3 separate regions of the Mus musculus genome follow, and all the other regions are linked to region 3. The links are chromatin contacts, called in public Hi-C and HiChIP or PLAC-seq maps. All regions are on one chromosome and are shown on one strand. The core of a region is the stretch at or near the end of the contact, and the rest is flanking DNA. Distances in the headings are between cores, read along the strand shown. Region 1 has its middle 49 kb from the start of 5430437J10Rik. Region 2 holds the start of 5430437J10Rik (RIKEN cDNA 5430437J10 gene). Region 3 overlaps Gm41257 (a long non-coding RNA gene).

Evidence for each region. Hi-C and Micro-C count contacts between places; a contact is called where the count stands out from the background. HiChIP or PLAC-seq counts read pairs in DNA pulled down with a chosen protein or histone mark.
Region 1: a contact with region 3 is called in an H3K4me3 HiChIP or PLAC-seq map of bone marrow-derived macrophages, with 5 times the contacts expected there. The contact joins two enhancer-like sites. A contact is called at or near these places in 3 of 484 Hi-C or Micro-C datasets (the HPC-5 cell line, bone marrow-derived macrophages and nephron progenitors) and 2 of 115 datasets of contacts at active chromatin or transcription factors (CD8 T cells and bone marrow-derived macrophages).
Region 2: a Hi-C map of bone marrow-derived macrophages shows a contact between it and region 3, with 17 read pairs. The contact joins the promoter of 5430437J10Rik here to the enhancer-like site in region 3. A contact is called at or near these places in 2 of 484 Hi-C or Micro-C datasets (bone marrow-derived macrophages and group 2 innate lymphoid cells) and 1 of 115 datasets of contacts at active chromatin or transcription factors (bone marrow-derived macrophages).

Annotation. Positions count from the first base shown.
Region 1 is chr15:5,445,137-5,449,362 of GRCm38.p6, reverse strand. It overlaps the pseudogene Gm46496. Among named protein-coding and RNA genes, the nearest start is that of 5430437J10Rik, 49 kb to the left of the region's middle. Within about 2 kb of position 2,747, at least 126 of the 459 cell types and tissues checked have an H3K27ac peak or open chromatin away from gene starts, as enhancers often do. A contact at or near this core is called in bone marrow-derived macrophages, where this site is marked.
Region 2 is chr15:5,494,091-5,498,248 of GRCm38.p6, reverse strand. 5430437J10Rik (RIKEN cDNA 5430437J10 gene) reads right to left here and starts at 1,931. Exons shown (of 5, transcript NR_045274.2): 1 at 1,894-1,931.
Region 3 is chr15:5,261,812-5,265,977 of GRCm38.p6, reverse strand. The region is part of intron 1 of Gm41257 (a long non-coding RNA gene); the gene reads right to left. Among named protein-coding and RNA genes, the nearest start is that of Gm41257, 9.3 kb to the right of the region's middle. Within about 2 kb of position 2,612, at least 36 of the 459 cell types and tissues checked have an H3K27ac peak or open chromatin away from gene starts, as enhancers often do. A contact at or near this core is called in bone marrow-derived macrophages, where this site is marked.

The sequences.
Region 1 (4,226 bases), core at 1,498-3,997, 180 kb before region 3:
CAAACGCTGACACCATTGCATACACTAGCAATATTTTGCTGAAAGGACCCAGATATAGCTGTCTCTTGTGAGGCTATGCTGAGGCCTAGCAAACACAGAAGTGGATGCTCACAGTCAGCTATTAGCTGGATCACAGGGCCCCCAATGGAGGAGCTAGACAAAATACCCAAGGAGCTAAAGGGTTCTGCAACCCTATAGATGGAACAACCATATGAACTAACCAGTATCCCCAGAGTTCGTGTCTCTAGCTGCTTATGTATCAGAAGATGTCCTAGTCTGCCATCATTGGAAAGAGAGCCCCATTGGTCTTGCAAACTTTATATGCCCCGGTACATGGGAATGCCTGGCCAAGAAGTGGGAGTGGGTGGGTAGGGGAGTGGGGGGGAGTGTATGGGGGACTTTTGGGATAGCATTGGAAATGTAAATGAAGAAAATACCTAATAAATAAAAAAAGACTGGTTACAAATATGTAATAAATTTATATACATATATACATATTCGTAAATATATAAATACAACCTGCTCAGTACAAACAATGTTACTTTTCTGTGTATGTTTTCAGAGATGACCATCGATACAGTGCTCCCTGAGGAGTCATAGACTAACATAACCCTAACACCAAGCACAAGAAGCTCTCGTTTTTGTCAGGGTTTTCCAAGAAAATCCCAAAATATTATAGGCTACTGGACTGCCTTTTGTTGCCCCAGAGGTGGGAGGTAAGTCACTATTGCTGAAGACTCCATTCACTTACATGCTATTTTTTTAATTGCTTCCCCAAAACAACCATAGGCTAACACCAACAAAATCCAGGAGCCAGAATGAGAAATTTTCTTTGGAATGTTTAAGAGTTATTCAAGTGACTCCTAAAACAACACAGACTACTATCAATGTAGTCCTCGTTTACTGCTAACACCACACACTTTGAACCCAGAACTCAGATGAGTCAAGTGGATGACTCTAGCTTCTATGATATACAAGTTGTCAGTGGAGGGAGGCAACTCAAGAGTCCTACCCAGCTGCAAAACCTATGAAGCACAACAATGATCAGCATGATAAGATATCCAAAGAATGAAATGAGAATCCCTTGTGTGTTGGTGATAACCAACAGCTGTCTAATTAGACTTAAGTCTCATGCAACAGGAAGGAATTCATGCCTTGTATGGGAAATCTAGCTAGCTTCTCAAGTTTTGTGAGGGCATAGACCTTAGAAAAGAATTTACCACCATGACTTGGCTAAACCAGAGTAATTACTCACTACAACTCAAATCTCATCCTTCAATGCTGTGGGTACAGATAAGTGTAGGTAGCTCCCACACCTCATCAAACAGAGCCTCTATTTACAGCAAATGGAGTCTATCACAAAAAACCCACAGCTGAACACAATACAGCGACAGATCATGAGGAGCCCAGCCTCAATGGATACACTTATATCACAGCTCTTATATCTATGGCTTGGCTCAGGGCATATCCTGGAAGAAAGGGTAAAAAGATTGTCTGATCCAGAACACCAGGAAGTTGGCTGTGAAACAGTCTCTCCTAGAAATGGCTGAATAAACAAGACTGGAACAATTTCATTATCAATAGATCTGGTGACATGAAAGTGGGTAAAATGTCATGGGACCCACCCACAGGCAACTAATAACAGCCAGAGGAGAATTAGCCTCTCCTGGATATAAGTCCCCTTGTTGGTTACTCAATGAATACGGGTCCATATATACACAAACAACCAAAAAAGACCCAGAAAGTTGATTATATATTTGTGGATACTTATGCACGTGCACACACACACACACACACACACACACACACACACACATATGTATATATGAAACAGTAATAATCAAAGAAATAGAGGCTAGCAATGTAAGCATGGGAAGGTCATAGGAGGGATTGGAGGAAAAAATATCTGGGAAGGGGCTGGAGGGAGGAAAGGGGTAGTGGGAAAGGGATGTAATTCTCTTTTAACTAAAAATATATTAATAAAATAGGAGTAAATGAACTTTCATCATTAATGTAGATTGAAGTAATTTATTTTCCTGTCACCTAAATGAGGCTCTCACCCAACATCTTCTCATTCTCATACAGAAGGCCCACACACACACACACACACACACACACACACACACACACACACACGGCTGAAGATTAGTACATTCTTTTGAGAACTACAGGACAAGTTCAAAATGGATATTGTAGCTCCTCAGCTGATCATGTGAAAAATCCCTGTAACAGGGCCTGTCATGCATGACATCATCTGGGTCATAGGTTCTGGTGGGAAAGGTCACTTTAAAGGTCCCTTCTCTTTTAGCTCATTCTAATAATGAAAGCCACCAATGACAGCTAAATGTCATCAACTTTCCAAGGTTCAGACCTGCACCCAGGAACAGGGAATCCAGACCTCCTGACTTGTAGGTTATGATACAGCATCGCCAGGCTGTGACATGTTTGCAGCTCTCACTTCTGCCCTGACACCTCTGCAATGCTACAGGGGGTTTCCTACATCTCCCCTCCTCGTGCTTTTCTGAACTCACCCAGATTTTATTTACATATGCTTCACTAATCCTCAGTGGCCCCAGGCAGTAATTATATTAAACCCCCAAAAACGAATAAAATAGTTAATATAAAACTATAACATTGCTGTCAAAAGGAAGACGATAATTGTGACATGGGCTCCAGGGAAATGGAGAAGTGGTCAAGTCACTTTGCTATTTTTACCTGCCTCTAATTATAGAAGGAACTGTATGTGTTTAATCAAATGTGCAATCACACAGACAGTGACTCAGAGCTCTGAGAAGAGTCAAACCACGTTGACAGCAACTATGCTCAAAAGATCCTAATCTTTCACTTCTGCTATTACTTTATTCATCTTCCGGGTGTTAATAAATCAACATTGGCCTGGAGGTTCTCGTCTGTAAGGTGAAGGACTTGGACAACAGGATCTCTAGTTTCCTTTCCAGGGAAAAGTCTATGCTTTTGAGGGATTACAGAAAAGGAAACAAGGATACAGTGTAAAGTTGAAGAGTTACACAGAAGAAAACAGGAACCAGGAAGTAAAAATTTATAGTCTCCAGACATCCAGGCACCTTCCCCGACAGAGGAGGGCTCTGCTGCAGAGCACCTGGGGGGAGCCATCTTGGGTCCCAGATCCCTCAAAGACTAGTCTGCCCAGGCGAGAGTGCGGACTACAGAAGCTACACAGCTTCTACAACAGGCAGAAGCAACACAGCTTCTGGAACAGAGCCCATTTCGGGCTCCAGACATCCCGGCACCTTCCCTGACAGAGGAGAGGTATCTGCCCTGCCCAGGAGGGCTCTACAACAGAGCACCTGGGAGAGCAATATTGGGTACCAGATCCCTCAGAGACTAGTCTGCTCAGGTGAGAGAACACACTACAGAAGGTATACAGATTCTGGGACAGGCCCTGTTTCAGGACTTCATCTTAAGCCAGGAGGGAGGTCCAAACACAAGATATCTGTGCACCTTCCCTGAAAAAGGAGAACTTGCCTACAGAGAGTACTCTGACCACTGAAACTCAGGAGAGAGCTACACTACCAGATCTGCTCACAGAGGCTAACAGAATCACAGGAGGAGCAAGCTCCAATCAGAGACAACTATAACAACTAACTCCAGAAATTACCAGAGGGCGAAAGGCAAACATAAGAATCTTACTAACAGAAACCAAGACCACTCACCATCATCAGAACCCAGCACTCCCACCTCAGCCAGTCCTAGATACCCAACACACCCAAAATGCAAGACTCGGTTTTAAAATCATATCTCTTGATGCTGGTAGAGGACATCAAGAAGGACTTTAATAACTCACTTAAAGAAATACAGGAGAACACTGCTAAAGAGGTAGAATCCCTTAAAGAAATACAGGAAAACACAACCAAACAGGTGATGGAATAGGACAAAACCATACAAGACCTAAAAGGGAAACTAAACACAATAAAGAAAACCAAAAGTGAGACAGTGGTGGAGATAGAAACCCTAGGAAAGATATCTGGAACCATACATGTGAGAATCAGCAACAGAATACAAGAGATGGAAGAGAGAATCTCACATGCAGAAGATTCCATAGAGAACACCGGCACAACAGTCAAAGAAAATGCAAAATGCTAAAAGATCCTAACTCAAAACATCCAGGAAATTCTGAACACAATGAGAAGAGCAAACCTATGGATAATAGGAGTAAATGAGAATGAAGATTTTTCAATTTAAAAGGC
Region 2 (4,158 bases), core at 682-3,181, 230 kb before region 3:
TTTATCCTTTTGTTAAACAACAGATTATGAACACCATGTACAACAAGCTTAGCTGTCAGGGAAAAGCAAATGAGAATGACCTTGAGATTCCACCTTGCCCCAATCAGAATAGCTAATATCAAAAATTCAAATGACAGCATGGGCTGGCAAGAATGTGGAGAAAGAGGGCATTTCTCCATTGTTGGTGGGATTGCAAATTGCAACAACCACTCTGGAAATCAATCTGGTGTTTTCTCAAAAACTTGGAAATGGTTCTACCTAAAGATCCAGCTATTCCACTCCTGGACATATATCTAAAAGATGCTCCACCATACCACAAGGACACATGCTCCATTATGTTCATAACAGCCTTATTCATAATAGCCAGAAGCTGGAAACAATCCAGATGTCCCTTAATGGAAAAATGGATACAGAGAGTGTGGTTCATTTACACAATGGAATACTAATCAGCTATTAAAAACAAGACCATCAAGAATTTTTCAGGCAAGTGGATGGAACTAGAAAATATCATCCTGACTGAGGTAACCCAGACCCAAAAATATATGCATGGTATGTACTCACTACTAAGTGGATATTAGCCATAAAAAACAGGATACTCATGATACACCCACAGACCCAAAGAAGTTAAACAAGAAGACCCAAGTGAGGATGCTTGTATCCCACTTAGAAGGGAAACATAATAGTAAAGGGAGGCAAGGGGAGGGAGGAAAGTGGATGGGAGAGAGGAGCATGAGGGAAACAGGAGGACAGGATCAGGTGTGGCCAGAGACAAGAGTAAGGCCCAGAAGACCAGGATAATAAATGGAAATCTGCAGCTGCCAGAGATGGGGGGAGTGGATTTCTAGGCTGTCCCTGAGAACTGAGATAGGGGAGGCTCCCAGGAGTCAATGAGGGTAACCTAGTGGAGATGCCTATCAGTGGGGACATGGACCTGAAGACACTACCTCCTGTAGTCAGGAAGGACCCCAGTGGAGGGCTAAGGACACCAACCCACCCACAAAACTTTCAACCCAAAATGTGTCCTGTCTAAGAGAAATGCAGGGCCAAATGGAGCAGAGAATGAAGGAATGACCAACCAATAGCTGGTCCAACTTGAGACCCATCCCTTAGGCAAGCACCAATTCCTGACACTATTAATGATTCTCTGTTAAGCTTACAGACAGAAGCCTAGCATGACTGTCCTCTGAGAAGCTCCACCCAGCAGCTGACCAAAAAGATGCAGATAACCACTTCCAGGACCCTTATGGGATTGAAGGCCCTGAAGGGGATAGGAACCCTACTGAAAGACTAACTGTGTCAAAAATCCTGGACCCCTGGGAGCTCTCAGAGGCTGAGCCACCAAGCAAACACCATACCTGGGCTGGACCAAGGACCCCGGCACATATGTAGCAGAGGGCTGCTGCATACCTTGTCCTGTGTCAGTGGGAGAGGACAGGAGGAACTCCATGAAGGGAAGACCAGTAGGAGGGGCAGCAGCATTTGGGGTGTAAATAAATAAATAAATTTTTAAAAATTAACTGTAACTTACCCATTAAATCCCAGATGAAGTAGCTTGAAAAATAAAAACAAAATACCATGCTTTGCATTCTGTGTTGACTCTTCCTTCTTCTAGTGGCTGCCGCCTTAAGTAGGTTATCATGAATCTACCCCACAGTAGACAAGTTCCTGGAGCACCACTGCTCAGCCTCTATAGTGAATTCTTTCTTGTCTAAATATAGGGTTATATGACAGAGATTACACTAGAGAGAGAACAAAATCTTCAAACTTATGTATTAGACTCCCTGATTGGGTAGCCTACCATCTTTATCTGCATGAATCACTGCTCTAGGTTGGTCCTTCCCCATAGCTTTCATAAGTATCTGCAGCTCTAATTCCTCATACAAATTACCTTACCTCCCCTGATCCTCTGATCCAGTCCCTGATCCAGCTTCTAACACCTCCGTCCTAGAGATGTAAAAGCCATCTTCATCCCACCCTTTTCTAGCTACAATAGGAGGTGCTGTGGATTGGCAGCTCATGGCTTCCTATCCCAACTGGCTAGTCTCTCAATGAGAGGCCTTTTACATCCTGAGTTCTCTCTTCCCTTTTCTTTTTTTTTTTTTTTTCTGAGGGTGGAGAGTGGTCACATAGCTAGGCTCAATTCCTCAATTCTCACAAACCACTACCAATGTGGCTACAAGTACCTACATTCCTCAGTATTAAAAAAATAAATGCTAAAGAAACACTAAATTCCTTCACCTGCGGGATACAAAGAGCAGCTGTGAGCAGAGATGCTGGTGCTCACCAGATTGCAATCACTGCCACAGGAAAGTTGTGCATGCAGTATCATGGGACCAAAGCTCAGTGCCATGAACTACAACCCTCGAAAGCTTAAATATGCCTACCTCACAGGTGTAACCATGTTCACAGATGTAACCGGCTTCATCATGTAGAAGCACACTGCTCAAATACCTCTTGGGACAGAAAAGAATTTATGCAAGTTCTCACTCCCACCCAACTGGGGCCTCAGCCTTGTGAAAAAGCACCATGAACCTGGTCTTGGCATTTTTCTAAATACGTTTCCATTTTGAAATGATTTTTTAAAAAGCAGGAAGTAGCACTTTCACTTCTGCAGTGGGATTCCCTCCATGTCTCCCTAAAGACATAACATCACTGTGTTCCCTTTAAACGTCTCAGATTGGGCCAGTTTCTTACACAGATAACACATCGCTCCTGGCTAGGATCCACGAAATTTCATGTCGCCCACCTCACTTTTATTACTTAATAATTATCTTGGCAGACACCGATTCAACAGTCCTTGGAATGCTGGTGGGAAAGATCCATCACACTTAGTATTTCTCAAGAGGAAATTTGTCTAGTGGTTAAACTCAAGAATGACTCATAGAGATGCCAATTCAAACCCAGGCTGTGATTCACTCTGTGACCCTTGCCCTACGCTCTCCACCCTGGGTTTCTCAATATGTTGAGCTGCACATCTCCATTTGCTACCATAAATAATGAGCTATACTTAGAGATTATTTGCAAACTGACTAACATTGGGAGACCTAATATGTCCAAGGTAATGTGTCACCAACGTGAAAGCATAAGTCGATATTCATAAGAAGTCATTTTCTCAAGGTTAATCATGGACTGAAGAAAGAATGTGATCAAAGCCTTTGAGGACCAAGTCCTTCCAGTCATCTTTGCTCCTGACTTTCAGAGATGCATACACTGAAGCCCAGCCAGCTAAGCTTCCTACACAAAGCTTTGCTGTGCCCAAGTCTACACTACATGCTAGAAATGGAATACAGGCTACTCACAGGAACCACAGGTATAGTTTTCAATTTTCTAGTAAGGACAGGTTTTTTTTTTTTCATAGATTAAGATTAATTTCAGTAATACATTTTAACTTAACATGTTCAAAATACTCATCATTTCAGTATCTAATCAATGTTAGACTATTAATGAGCACCTTTTTTCTGCTGTTTTTTCCCCATATGCAGTCATCAGAACATGGTGAGCATCTTACACTTTGAGTATGTCACAGTCTATACTAGCCACAAACCAAGTGCTCCCATAGTCCCAATAGACTATTAGCCACCTTAGTTGGCATCCTAGGTCTGCCCAGCTGCTAGGATTTCAGTCTCTTGGTACTAGTCAACATAAACTAGTGTGCAAAACTGAAGACCACAGAACGTTTGGAGCCTATTACAGCCCTATCACTGTTCTTAAACTCTCTCTGATCCTTTTCTGAAGACCACATTCTTCCCTGTAATGTCTTTAGCCTTTCTGTTATATTCTGGGCCTTGGCTCTGATTAAATCTTTGAAATTTTCTTTTTCTGTTTACATAGGTTCTCTAAGTATGTCTGGGGAAATTATCAGTAGGGATTTTCTTATTCCATGGAAATTGTCTTTAATTCCTAAAATTTTCCTTTTTATTTCCTGCTTTGTCTGAAAGCATTCCAACAGATAGCAGCTTCAGAATGGATGCCAGCTCATTCCACCATCAGCTGGTGACCCTATGGGAAGAACAGAGAGTTGTCAATTCCACCCAGAAGCCAAGGTGATGTTGTGAAACCAAGGCTCAAAATGTGAAGAAAGGGGCAAAAAGAATGCGTCACAGACAAAAAAATCATTTCAGAAGGTAACATGTGTGCATGTGTGCATGTATGAATGCG
Region 3 (4,166 bases), core at 1,363-3,862:
CTAGTTCCAAGACAAAGCAGTTGCTTATAAGGAACTATACAGGGAAAAGGAGGAAACACAAAAGAAGACAAGACACAGCAGGCTCATGGCTTTGCTCTTCTAGACTAATAGCAACTATTTCCCAAATTTTCTATTTGTGTCTTTGAGATTCTCACATCAAATGCAAGCCTTTCTCTTGGCATTTCACTGGGTATCTTAACTCCACTTAAGGGCACACCACATCCTCAGCAGTAGATGCCCAGCACAAAATGAACTCAATGGTACTTCTGTAGACATTTCACCTCATACTGCTTTGTTTAGATGTTTTTGACTTGCTTTGATATTATGCTTTCCGATTTTGTTCCTTTATAGGTTTCATTTGTGTGTGTGTGCGTGTGCGTGTGCGTGTACATGTGCGTGTATGTGTATGTGTATGTGTGTGTGTATGTGTATGTGCATGTGTGCATGTTTCTTGTGATTCTTCTTTGGTTTGTTTTTGTTGCTGTTTTGTTTTTTTCTTTATCCTGTTTTGTTTGCCTGTTTGTTTGTCTGTTTGTTTGTTTGTTTTCCAAAGAGAATAAGAAAGCACATGGAACTGGGGGGGTGGAAACAATTATCAGCATATAGTATATGAAAAAAATCATTTCAATTAAAAAAATGTCTTTCCCTTCACTTATTTGTGGAGAAACTAAGGTCCAAAGAATCTAAGCAATCATTATATAAGTCTGAAGAAGCCACACATTTTCAGAACCAATAATAATCCCTTGGTGACCCATCCTAGCCACCAGATGAGACAATCTTCACAGGCTAGATCTGATATCAGTCAAGATCCATGAGTCCATCTCCTTTAGGATTCCATACACCTATGTGTGGGGATATAATTTTTCAGTTGCTGCAAGTTGCCCTGAGGAGGCTGGGATATTACCGTGTGCACCCTGCAAGTGACGTTCAGCCTCCACGTTCAGTCACTCCTGTTAAGCAGCTTGCATCTATGGAGTGCTGAGAAGAGTCCATTCTGCTCTTCTCGGTATTTAAAGCAATTCCTTTCTAGGAAACTATAACCAATCCTGCCTCAACTTCTCTGTAGCCAGCTCAATTTTTGCACATCAGCCAAACATAATACTTGCTGTTCAAGATGTGGGGAGATGCCAGTTCTGGATTCATTGATGCTCAAGGGCAGAGCTTTCTCAAATTTGGTTTGGAGAAGATGTCATAATTCCCAGATCAAGAGCTTCCTTTCTTATGGAATACTATTTATCAGTGAAATGGTTCTGGGGTTTTGGGTTTAATTGTGCAACTATACAATGCAGAAGGGTGGGGGAGGGTATGCCACTTCAGCTAACAATAAAAACATCTAGTAAATTAACACCTATGATGTTAATGATGGGCGTGTACCCCTCCTAAGCACTTTCCACAGCTACCTCGTTTAATCCTACAGCGAAACTAAAAGTAGGCATTAATGCAATACCATTTCACACAAAAGAAACTGAGACAAAAACATACTCAACAACTTGCCCAGAGTTGTTACAGCTAAGAATCGTAAGACCAGAATTGTATGCCAGGCAGCTGTGTCTTTCCATTGCATACCTAACACAAGCAATTTGGGGAAAAACAAAAACAAAACAAGACACAAAACATTTTTCGTTTGTTTCAAGTTGAATAAGTAAAGACTGAGTTAATTATCTGATTTTTGTTATTTAACTCACAGCTTTATTAAAGCTGAAAAGATCCAGTTAAATGTACGAGAAATGTTCCATACTGCATAACCTCAATGATAAAGTAATTCACCATCTCACTATCACATGCAAAGCTCTCGAACAATGCCGCGACTTGGGTATGGTCATTTTGCCTTGTTAATGAAAACAAAAGGTAGATTTAAAACAAAGAAAGAAAGAAAGACAGAAAGAAAGAAAGAAAGAAAGAAAGAAAGAAAGAAAGAAAGAAAGAAAGAAGGAGGGAGGGAGGGAGGGAGGGAGGGAGGGAGGGAGGGAGAGAGGGAGGGAGGGAGGACAAGTAACAGCACAGACAATGCATGTTATATGTCAAATAGACAAGCTGACAATACATACATTTTTAAATTCTTCTAGAAACATTTGAGCATTCAGCATTCTAAGTATTAAGGATTTTAATTTTAATTTATCATTTTAATTTGAAAATGATAAAAGGTTAAAAAAACTCAATAGTTTTGGTAGTTTTTATTATAATTGTGGCAATATTGGTTTTCAGAACTTAATAAAATGAAATAAACACCTTACTAGATGCTTATCTTAATTAAATATTTTTTATTATATTTCAAAAGATTATGAATTAGGTACTAGGTAACTATTTCCTTTGTTACTAAATAACAACTTAACTAGAGCTTCATTTTGTTTAATGTTTACACTTTCTTTCCACCGCTTTTTCTTCCAAAAATAATAAAGGAAATACCATAAATCTCTTTGACTTGTAGAAAGGTTTCAAAACAAACCACACAAACATGAGAAATGCAAGCAATTTTGACAAGTTAATTCTCCGACACCGCAAACGCATGACTTCTCCGATGACGGGCCATGAATTCACTGTGTAGCATAAAGCCACTTACACTTCAAATTGCCCATTTACTTTTCTTATCTAGTTTCCTCCATTTGCATAATGTGTTAGTAATCACCCTCATTCTTCAGTGAGCTATCCCCAGTTAATTTCGGTCTGAAGGTTTGTAGTCATTTACATCCTCAATTCGCTTTCGAATTCTGTCAGAATAATAAAAAGCCCTGTAAGGATTGCCTTCCTGCGGGCTGGCTGTGATGCCCACTCTCTGAAATTGAAACTGGAGTCCCAACATGACTACCAGTAAAGAGGGACAAGGCTCTCAGGGCAGGGAGCAAGGGGACATGGGTTAGGGTCAGCTCTAATCCAGTCTGACTGGTATCCTGACATGAGGCAGGTTCTCTGGGGACACAGAAGCAAGGCAAAAAGAGCCTGAGCATCTGCATAGCACAGAGATGTGTCTGAATCTTAACTTGCCAATACCCTTGCAGCTTCCACAGCTGTAAGAAAGGAAATTTATCTTGCTTAACCTACTTTGTGTGCGGTATGTTATTTTGGCAGGACAAGCAGACCATGGAGAACCTTGCTCAGCTCCCCCACAGAGCCAATTCAGGATGGTGTCTTCGCTCTGGGTTTTCAAACCTTTCTTTTCGTTCACAGTTCTTCTCTTTTCTTGTCACTCATACCAAACTTAAATGTAAGACTTCATAAGATTGGCAAAGTAGATCAGTTCAGAAACACATGTTCAACTCTTGATTGGTTTATTTTTAGCAGGGAGAGGACAGGAAGTGGAAGATAATGAAGAAACCTTATGGAAATTGATTTCTGTGTTGCTCCCGACTTTGGTGAGAGAAGCTGCTTTTTGCAGTAGATATCGCTTAATTCAGAAACTCGTAACTGGGCAAAGCATCCAGTATATGTAACAGTGCGGGCTCCGCTGTGAGTGAAGTCTACTGAGTCAGCCTTCCACTGTGGAAGGATCAGGCAACAGGGTCGGAGAAGGAGTGGGAAGAACGGAAGAGAACTGTGAAGTGCTGCCTTCCCGACACAACCTGACAGATGCTGCACTTGTGGTGCCTGTGCAAGACCAAACCAGTCAAAATTCCAGCACAGATGGTAAAGTAGCCCTGGCGTAGTTATTGGCAGCTGGTGGCTGCTGAGCGAGGGAGTTACTCTCCTTTGGGACTTGGCCACCGGTAGGTTGCCATGCCCCAGTGAGCAGCCCCACATACCGTGTACTCAGTGGACTCGGGGAATTATTGATAACAACAACAAAAAGAAAGCATAAAGTAGAAAAGAAATGGAATGGGGATATGATGGAGGCTTGGGGAAGAAGGAATTGATTGACACTGTCAAGATGCATTGAAAAAAATGTATGAAAATTTCAAAAAATGAATAAAATAGTTTAAAGGCAAAAGGTAAATAGGGGTTCAGGGGAAACTGCAGCGGGTGGGTGTGTTGAAAACATTAACTGTAGCAATGATTACACAAGTGAGTATTTGTCTTCAAGTTCACCGTATTGTACACCTTAAATGTGGACAGTTCTTTTCTCTGTCGGTCTAGCTTGGTACAATTGTTTTGGTTTGTTTTGCTTTGCTCCATTGCTTTGTTTTTGGTTGCCTGTCATGGTATTTTGGCTCTATATTTACTTATTTTGTGAT